Linked DNA regions of Mus musculus: all the other regions are linked to region 1. The links are chromatin contacts, called in public HiChIP or PLAC-seq maps. All regions are on one chromosome and are shown on one strand. Each heading gives the region's core, a stretch centred on a gene start, on an enhancer-like site or on the middle of the called end of the contact. The rest is flanking DNA. Distances are from core to core; before and after follow the strand shown. Region 1 holds the start of Papss1 (3'-phosphoadenosine 5'-phosphosulfate synthase 1). Region 2 overlaps Gm36443 (a long non-coding RNA gene). Region 3 has its middle 11 kb from the start of Gm43522.

What was found. HiChIP or PLAC-seq counts read pairs in DNA pulled down with a chosen protein or histone mark.
Region 2: a contact with region 1 is called in an H3K4me3 HiChIP or PLAC-seq map of bone marrow-derived macrophages, with 8 times the contacts expected there. The contact joins the enhancer-like site here to the promoter of Papss1 in region 1. A contact is called at or near these places in 4 of 39 promoter capture datasets (the 3T3-L1 cell line, embryonic stem cells, liver and 1 more), 2 of 115 datasets of contacts at active chromatin or transcription factors (bone marrow-derived macrophages and pro-B cells) and 1 of 9 other capture datasets (embryonic stem cells).
Region 3: an H3K27ac HiChIP or PLAC-seq map of thymic regulatory T cells shows a contact between it and region 1, with 5 times the contacts expected there. The contact joins the enhancer-like site here to the promoter of Papss1 in region 1. A contact is called at or near these places in 9 of 39 promoter capture datasets (the 3T3-L1 cell line, 3T3-L1-derived adipocytes, embryonic stem cells and 4 more), 3 of 115 datasets of contacts at active chromatin or transcription factors (astrocytes, bone marrow-derived macrophages and thymic regulatory T cells) and 1 of 9 other capture datasets (macrophages).

What each region holds. Positions count from the first base shown.
Region 1 is chr3:131,563,468-131,566,167 of GRCm38.p6, reverse strand. It overlaps Papss1 (3'-phosphoadenosine 5'-phosphosulfate synthase 1), which reads right to left and starts at 1,400. Exons shown (of 12, transcript NM_011863.2): 1 at 1,185-1,400. The coding sequence starts at 1,244.
Region 2 is chr3:130,793,624-130,796,335 of GRCm38.p6, reverse strand. Gm36443 (a long non-coding RNA gene) reads left to right here. Exons shown (of 3, transcript XR_376074.3): 3 at 2,628-2,712. Among named protein-coding and RNA genes, the nearest start is that of Gm36443, 9.0 kb to the left of the region's middle. Within about 2 kb of position 1,340, at least 3 of the 459 cell types and tissues checked have an H3K27ac peak or open chromatin away from gene starts, as enhancers often do. A contact at or near this core is called in bone marrow-derived macrophages, where this site is marked.
Region 3 is chr3:130,748,027-130,750,812 of GRCm38.p6, reverse strand. No RefSeq gene overlaps it. Among named protein-coding and RNA genes, the nearest start is that of Gm43522, 11 kb to the left of the region's middle. Within about 2 kb of position 1,417, at least 13 of the 459 cell types and tissues checked have an H3K27ac peak or open chromatin away from gene starts, as enhancers often do. A contact at or near this core is called in thymic regulatory T cells, where this site is marked.

The sequences.
Region 1 (2,700 bases), core at 151-2,650:
GAAAACACTCAGACTCAAAAAATAACAAAATGATCTTTAAATAAATGACTTATAGACAGACAGTATTACTGAAACTTCTTTGAAATACTCCAATTTAGTCAACTTACCTCCCTATCCGTAAAATCCTGTTAGCAACAATAGTGATGCTGAATCGGAGTTTCAGAGCAATGGTTTCGTTGCTCTTTCACCTTCGTTATCTTCTCTACTCAGAAAGACAATCCTGAGAAGGACACACTGTTACACCCTCCAGTCACCTGAGATTCAGAGTGGAGTGACTGTCCTCAAGATCACCCAACTTACAAACAGCAAGGCGGGGGACTGGAGCCCACGCCAGGAGTCTGTCCCTTCCAACCTCCTAATCTCCCTTTTATCTCACATCCCTCTCACCTTCTAAGAAGTTAAGGTAAAGGATGAAAGAAGACAGTGAGAATTCTTGAATCTGACAGCAGACGTGGCAAATCAATGACTTCAAAAGAACACTAGCCTGAAACAGCGTTTTTTTTTTTAACTTTCTCCTGACTCACCAAGGGCAGGTGATGATTTACAAGATTAAATTAAACTTCATGATCCTGTTACCTGCGGAATAAAAGAAAAAAAAAATCCATCTAACGCTGAAGCAGGGCCTTTGCAGCCTCCAAAGTTGGATGGTCTCCAGCTTCGCGCTTACCATCTTAGCTGCCACCACCAATGAATAAACTACAGAAGTAAACGACCCTCTGAAGCCATAGCACTTGGCCAATGAAGCCAACTGGCACTCGCTGTTCAATGTTAGAAACTATTAATCTTCCCACACCTAACTGTCACCAGAAATCGAGTCTTTAAAAGTATGTCTGTGTCCGACATTCCAATTTAAAACAGAGACACAAAGAACCTCAGTCCTGCAGTCCCGATCCATGAATGACCACATTGTTATTCTCTCAGTACACTGCAACTCAGAAACGTAAAGACTCGGAGACCGACCCAAACCTGGGCCAAGCACACCCGGAACGTGCAGAGGCGCCTCCGTCTGCCTCCGCCGCAGCCCTCCGCCTCGCCAGCCTAGGGGACAGCTCCGGGCCTGGACTCGCCTTCACCGGCCGCCGCCGCCCGGGTCCCCGCCCCCGGCTCCCGCAGGATGCACGGGCAGCCCGCGGTTCCCACAGCCACCCACGCTCCCCGCGCTCCGGCCTGCGGCCACCACTCACCCAGTTCTGCGCGTTATTGCTCAGCTTGACTTTCTTGCACAGACTCCCAGGAATCTCCATGGCCGCGGAGCGCGGATGCACTGCTGCTGAGAGCCCCGGGGCCGAGCAGTGGGAGAGAGGCCGAGGGGCGGGGCGGAGCAGGGAGAAGGGGCGGGGCCTGCACCCCGGGCTCAGGCGCGCGCTGACGTGCGCTCCAGCTAGTGATCGCCTCGGCTGGAGCTAGGCATCCGAGCAGCGTGGAGGGCGGGGCGAAGCGGAGGCGCGGGGTCGAGACCTCAACATCCAATCACCAGGAGGGGCGCTTGAAGCTCCGCCTTGACCCAGGACGAGGGGCGTGGTCTGAGGGTTTGTTGAAGAGAGCCTTCAGATGCTGAGCATGCGCAGTGAGCGAGGCGGAGCGACGCCTGCAGAGCTGGGCGTGGGAGACGCTCCCTAGAGCTGAGGCTGGTAGGGGAAGAAGCTGACGTGGGCTCCTGCTGCTCTCTAGCTTTTCTTCCGCAAACACTGCACAGGCTCGATGTGTGCGCTTGTCAACTAGGCCGACTTTGAAAAAATGTTTCCCAGCCCTGCAAAAAGTAGGATTACTTAAGTGAATTCACCATTACATGTTGCTCACCGCTTTGCAATCCTACTCAGTGCACAATGTTTTTTTGACATCAACTGTATCTCATCAAGGATTAGAAAGTATTTGTAAGGTGACGCCTTTCCCACTTGGAGAGCCGCTTTCTATCAGGAAATTTCTATGCAGTGTTTGTTGCCGCTGACTAGCCACAAAGGGGCTTCTCTAGTACTTGCTACTCATAGAGGACTAAAATCCAGGTTCCCTGGTACGCAAGGCGGAATGCTCACCTATAAAGGGCATTTCCAACCACATATAGTCCATGATCAGTTCGTAAAAGAATGGGGCTGGGAGGGGGAGGCCTTCTCCAGGAGTTATAACCCTTCGCACTCATCCCCATAACTTTAAGCTCACCATAACCATAACTGCAAACATCCACAGTCTCACAAAATTTAGCTGCTTACTCCGCTACTGATGACGACCAGTGATCACACACACACACACACACACACACACACACACACACACATATCAATCAACACTTGAGGCTTACTTGCATAGCCTATTGCTAGCAAGTCAGTTCCTATTTGCTCCACTGACAAAGTCTCAAATTAATCTCCCTCCTCCACGTCTAACAGGAGTCGTCATTGCACAGATACACGCGCCACACACCACACACACACACACATACACACCACGCACACAGAGAGACGCACACAACAAGTATCACTCCTCTGCCAACCTCTCTGTTCTCAATAGTGTCAGACAGGTACTTCTAACATGCAAATCAGATCTTATTCCTCCACCATATATATAAAATGTCTTTATTGCTTGCTTGTTTTGTCTTTCTTTCTTTCTTCCTTTCTTCCTTTCTTTCTTTCTTTCTGGTTTGTTTGTTTTTGTGTTCTTGAGTCAGGATGTCTCTTTATAGCCCTGGCTGTCCTGAAATTCACTCTG
Region 2 (2,712 bases), core at 91-2,590, 770 kb after region 1:
ACATCCTTACTAATTTCATGAACTGGACTTGGAGGTGGACATCATTGGAAGATGTACTCATCTGTTGAAGGCCAAAGCAGATCTTAACTCCCTCCAGCTCCAAAGAGGAGCCGTAAAAGCTAGGAGAGAACAGAGTGTGGTGTGTCAGTGGAACCCACTCTGCTGGGCTGTTTCCGTGTCCCGTCCCGTCCCCCCACTTCCCCCCAGGGCTGGCATTCCAGCAGGCACAAAATAAAGGGCCCACAGATCCCACCAAGTTTAGTACCTGTTCGTATCTCTTTAGAAATCAAAAGGGAAAGGTGGAACTTTTGAACAGAAAGTGTGCTGTAAGGTGCAGGTTGAATGGTCATTATTCCAATGTGGACGGACAGTTTTCGTTTCATTTTTTTAAAGAAGAGGTGCTTGTGAAAGTTGTCATAGGCCAGCCTGTAGTATGGAATATTCTGGGACTATACTGCCAAAAATCTACCACCTCAGACCTACAAAGCAGTTTTAGTGTAAGGATCCACGATTTGCTGAAGAATAGCATTCTGAACTCAGATAGTATGTAAACAAGGAGGGTTTTATTCTGCAGAAGTCCAGCATGCTGGGATCTCCCCATTACCAAGAAAGAGAGACGCCCAAGTGAGCTTGCAGGCCTGATTTAAAGCACATCAGGGAATTCTGGGGTAGGTGACCTCTGTGTTAAATCTGTTGGGTCCGTCTCTAGGGACATCCCATTACTGAGGTGTGGGGGCTGGAAACCTGCTGGGAAGGTCTGGGAACTGTTACTGAAAAAGTAGCTCAGGAAGTCTGGAAACTACTGCTGACCCATGGTCCTTGCTTCAGGCCGGGCGGCTGGGACATTCCATGACCTGGGCATGAAGGCTGGAGCCTGGGTTTTTTTCTATTAGTAATTGACTTCCCTAGGCATGCCTGGACTTACCCAGGTTTTAGGCCTAGTCTCCTTGACTGTCAATTTGAAGTCTGTCATGGAATCTGCCCAGCCTTCTCTTTCGCCTCATGCATATCTCTTAGAGGTCCTCAACCTTCCTTCCTGATGCTGTGACCCTTTTCCTCATATTGTCGTGACCCCCAACCATAAAATTATTTTTGTTGCTACTTCATACCTGTAATTTTGCTATGTCATGGAGTGTAAATATCTGATGTAAATAAATATGCAGGATATCTGGTGTGTGACCCTGTGTGGGTCAGGACCCACAGGAGGAGAAGCAGTGTCTTAGGGATTGTTTTGCTAATTTGTAGATCATCTCAACTCAAACCGGAAGGTGGGGTAGGGTGGAATCCATTTCTCTTCCTCCTTTTCTGTCTCCTTTCCCCTTACTCTCTCTAATGAGCTTGCTGACCAGTTTCCCCTCCCCTCCTCCCTTCCTTTTTCCTCACTTCTCTGTTGAAGTAAACTTCCCCCATACATATTGCATTGGCTGGCAATAAAAGTGTGTCCCAGTATTCTCAGTTGTTAATCGCTGTGCCAACATCTCCAGGTGCTGGCAGGATAGGTAGATATTTGTTCCTTCCTTGCCTGCCCAAAGTACCCCGTGATTGGCTTAATAAAGAGCTGACAGCCAATAGCTAGGCAGGAAATGGAGGGCGGGACTTATGGGCAGAGAAGAGGGTCTTTGGGAGAAATCGGAGCCAGGGATTTGCAAACCCACACAGAGATAGATAGACTTGAGCAGGTGTAGAGAGGTAAAGAACTAGCCACGTGGCAGGTCCATTGCTAGAACAGTCGGATTAACTAAGATTGAGCTAGCTGAGAGTCTGCCCAGCTAAAGGCTCAAGCTATAGTAAAAATTAATAAGTCTCTGTCATTATTTAATTGCTGCCAGGCCCAGAAAGTCCCACAATACCCCTCTTCCCCTCTCCCGTTTCCCCTCTCCCCTCTCCCCTCCTCCCATGCTTTCCTAATTCCCAAGACCTATATTTTAAAAGTTACTTATGTATTTATTATGTATGCAGTGTTCTGTCTGCCTTCGTGTGTGCCTGCAAGCCAGAAGAGGGCGCCAGATCTCATTACAGATGGTTGTGAGCCACCATGTGGTTGCTGGAAATTGAACTTGGGACCTCTGGAAGAGCAGCCAGTGCTCTTACCTCTGAGCCATCTCTCTACAAACGCCCCAGCCCCCCACCCCGCCCACCCCACGCCCCCCCCCCCCCCACCCCCGTCCCTCCAGGACCTTTCTTAAGGAAGCAGAGGAAAGCGAGTCATCTTCCATTCTTCAAGCCTCAAAAGGATCTCAGACTGCCCTGGAGTACACTCAGTGCCTTCCGCCCACCGTGCCCTCCCTGGCTTGCACTCAATGCCTTCTGCCCACTGTGCCCTCTCTCTTTCTCTGGGATACAGATAGGTCTCAGAAGGAATCAGCAAAGGCCAGGGGAACTCAGAGCAGAGTGTCCAACCCTGTCCAAGAGTCAGGGCAGGGGCCCAGTCCCAGAAACACCAACCTCATGCTCTTCCCACATCTTTTCCCCAGCCTGAGTTCCTAGTATCTTTATGTGGTAGCGAAGAAAGAGGGAAAGGGTTCTACCTATTTGTTTATGGTTTAATTTTCCCCATCTTATGTTTAATACAAAAATTTTTTGTTAGTGAAAGCTAAAATTCTGTATTTGTTTTTCTGACTCAATAGGTAACACCCTGGAGAAACAAGTCCTCTGCTTAATTTGCCCGCAGTCAGGTAAATAAGGGCACAACTACTCTAATCACATCTGCTG
Region 3 (2,786 bases), core at 168-2,667, 820 kb after region 1:
TAAGGCAAAAAGTTTCATGGAAACTGGTCTCCAGGAGGTCCTTGGTGTCCCATAACAGGCATGTGGTCCAGATTTGTCCTTGCAATAGTCAGTGGAGGGTTTTGTGTGCTTTCTTTCAGTATTGTTTTATTAAAGGTGCCCCCAAGAAATGATTGACAAATAGCCAAGTTAGATTGGACATTGTTTCCTGGCCTCCATCGGTGTCCCAACATCCTTGTCAATCGTTGAGCTAACCCTGGGCTTTGAATTTCGTAAGAATGTTGCTTATTCAGACGAAATGCCTCCAGTGTTCAAAGAGAGATAGTGAAAGAAGTCAGGCGTTGCAGTTTACTGGATAAGAGTTAGAAATTTCAGGACAAGTTCAACAAAGTAAACTTGGAATTCTCATTATAGTCATGTATGGCAGACTACATTACATAATAGAAGAAAGTTGCTGGGCTCCTCTGATAAATGGAGGTTCCCCACAAATACTTAGAATAACAACCTAGTCACTCCCATTACAGGAATTTACAATGGCCTAGGAAGAAGGAGGGTTGTAGTTTAAGAAGAAAACTAGAATTTTGTATAATTCACAAAAAGGCTAGCAAGAACAGGACCTCACTGGTACATACTTTCACAAGTCCAGAAAAATAATATAGGTGTTTGCTAAGGACTAGCTAGTGGTGGGTTATACAAGAGACTAGAATTGAAACTATGGCTAGGGCATGAAGCCCTTGCCCCTGGCTTCTAAAAATAAGCTGACTTTAGACAGGGCTGATTTTTATCTTAGTTGTAAACACTGCCTGGTTCCTGCCAGTTTTCATATATGCATTTTTCTGTTTTGTTTAAAGAGCCATTATGCATCGGATGATCTCAATGTATCTTGGCTGATGTATTATCTAACATCCTTGTTTTCTTCTGTAATGACTATATAAGTCTGATGCTTGCTTTGAGAAATTACACTCAGACTCAGCACTCTCTTGTGTTCATGTCTGTCACTCGCCAACTCCTTGCTCACCTGAATCCCGGAACCCCGATTCTCCCCGAGTTGAGAGACCCTGACTGGGTCTGCCCTCAGCACTTTTCCAGATGTCCTCAGCCTGTTCTATGCTATGGCCTTCATGAGTTTGTATTTGCAGGATCTTGGAAAACAGGTCTGAGTGTCCTCTTTCTCCCCCAGACATAACCAGCTACCAGGCTTCTGCTGTTCTTCTTGCAGACATCTCTGGGGCTGGTCACTCTCTCCAAGTAAGTTTGAGGCCACCCCTTTGGCTGTGTCTAACAGCAGGTGTGAGCTCAGAGCAGTGGGGTCCACTAAAGACTCTTTGGGTTTATCATATCCACTGTGCTTGGAAAGTGCCACGGTAAAGCCCCTAGGTAGGAGCTGCTTGATGGTGACAAAGTCATCGGCAGGAAATGAACAAGGAAACAAACTCTCACATGAAGAGAAAGTGTGTCTAACAGATGGAAAGGTGAAAGAGCGCTGTGCCTTTGTTGTTGAAGCTATGACACTAAAAAGGTTAAAGCCAGAAACCAGAAAAGGATATTACAAGGTGGCTCTGCATTCACAAGCAAAGAAAACCTTTTCCTTTGTTGTTTTATCACTGACAAAAACTGTATGTAAAGAAAAGAATAAATATTATGCTTTCTTTAAGGTTAGTCTTAGGATAAGAAGTCACTTATGTTATTTATCTTATTTACCTGAGGTGGACATGTGTGACTCAAACACAGATTGGCAGGGCTGCTGGTGGGTCCCTGTCTAGATGATTGAAATGTGACCATGGCCCTCAGAAGGGGAAAGTCTGGTTTTGTGTGTTTTGTATACTGCTACCAATCAGAGCTTCTCTTATCTCCTAGCATTTGTTGAATTTTGTTGGACATCTTGTTCTCCTCCAATGTTAATTTTTTTTTTTTTAATTTAATGTTGAGCTGGGTAGTGGTGGCGCATGCCTTTAATCCCAGCACTTGGGAGTCAGAGGCAGGTGGATTTCTGAGTTTGAGGCCAGCCTGGTCTACTGAGTAAGTTCCAGGACAGCCAAGGCTGCATAGAGAAACCCTGTCTTGAAAAAATAAAAAAACAAAACAAGAAAGCCAAAAGACCAACCAACCAAACAAACAAACAAAAAACCCTTGATGTTGAAAAACAGAATGCTTGAATAATGGCTTGAATAGAAATTAAAATTTTTAATCATTAGGTTTGACTTAACAAGTAGGCTATGGAGATGGCTCTGATGGTAAATTACTTTGAATTTGAGCCCCATATTATAGAAAGAAGAAAGAAAACGGTAAGCTTAGTGGCGTGCTTCTGAACCCAGTGCTGGCAGGTGGAGGCAGGAGGATGCTGGGACTCCTTAACCACCCAGCCTAGCATGCTTCTCAAGCACTAGCCTATGAGAGACCTTGTCTCACAATAAGACTGATGGAGGCTGGGTGTGGTAGCATGTACCTTTAATCCCTGCACTCAGGAGGCAGAGGCAGGAAGATCTCCATTGTATTCAAAGCCAGTCTGGTCTACAAAGTAAGTATAAGGCCGGCCAGAGCTACACAGAGACCTGTTTAAAGACAAAACAAAACAAAACAAAAGCTAAAAACAAATGGATGGAAGGAAGGAAGGAGGGAGGAAGGAAGGAAGGAAGGAAGGAAGGAAGGAAGGAAGGAAGGAAGGAAGGAAGGAAGGAAAAAAAGATTGATGGTGCCTGATTTTCCTTTGGGCCACATACAATACACACACACACACACACACACACACACAAACCATGTGTGCACATGCACCCACACACACATACACCTTAAAAGATTTATTTAAC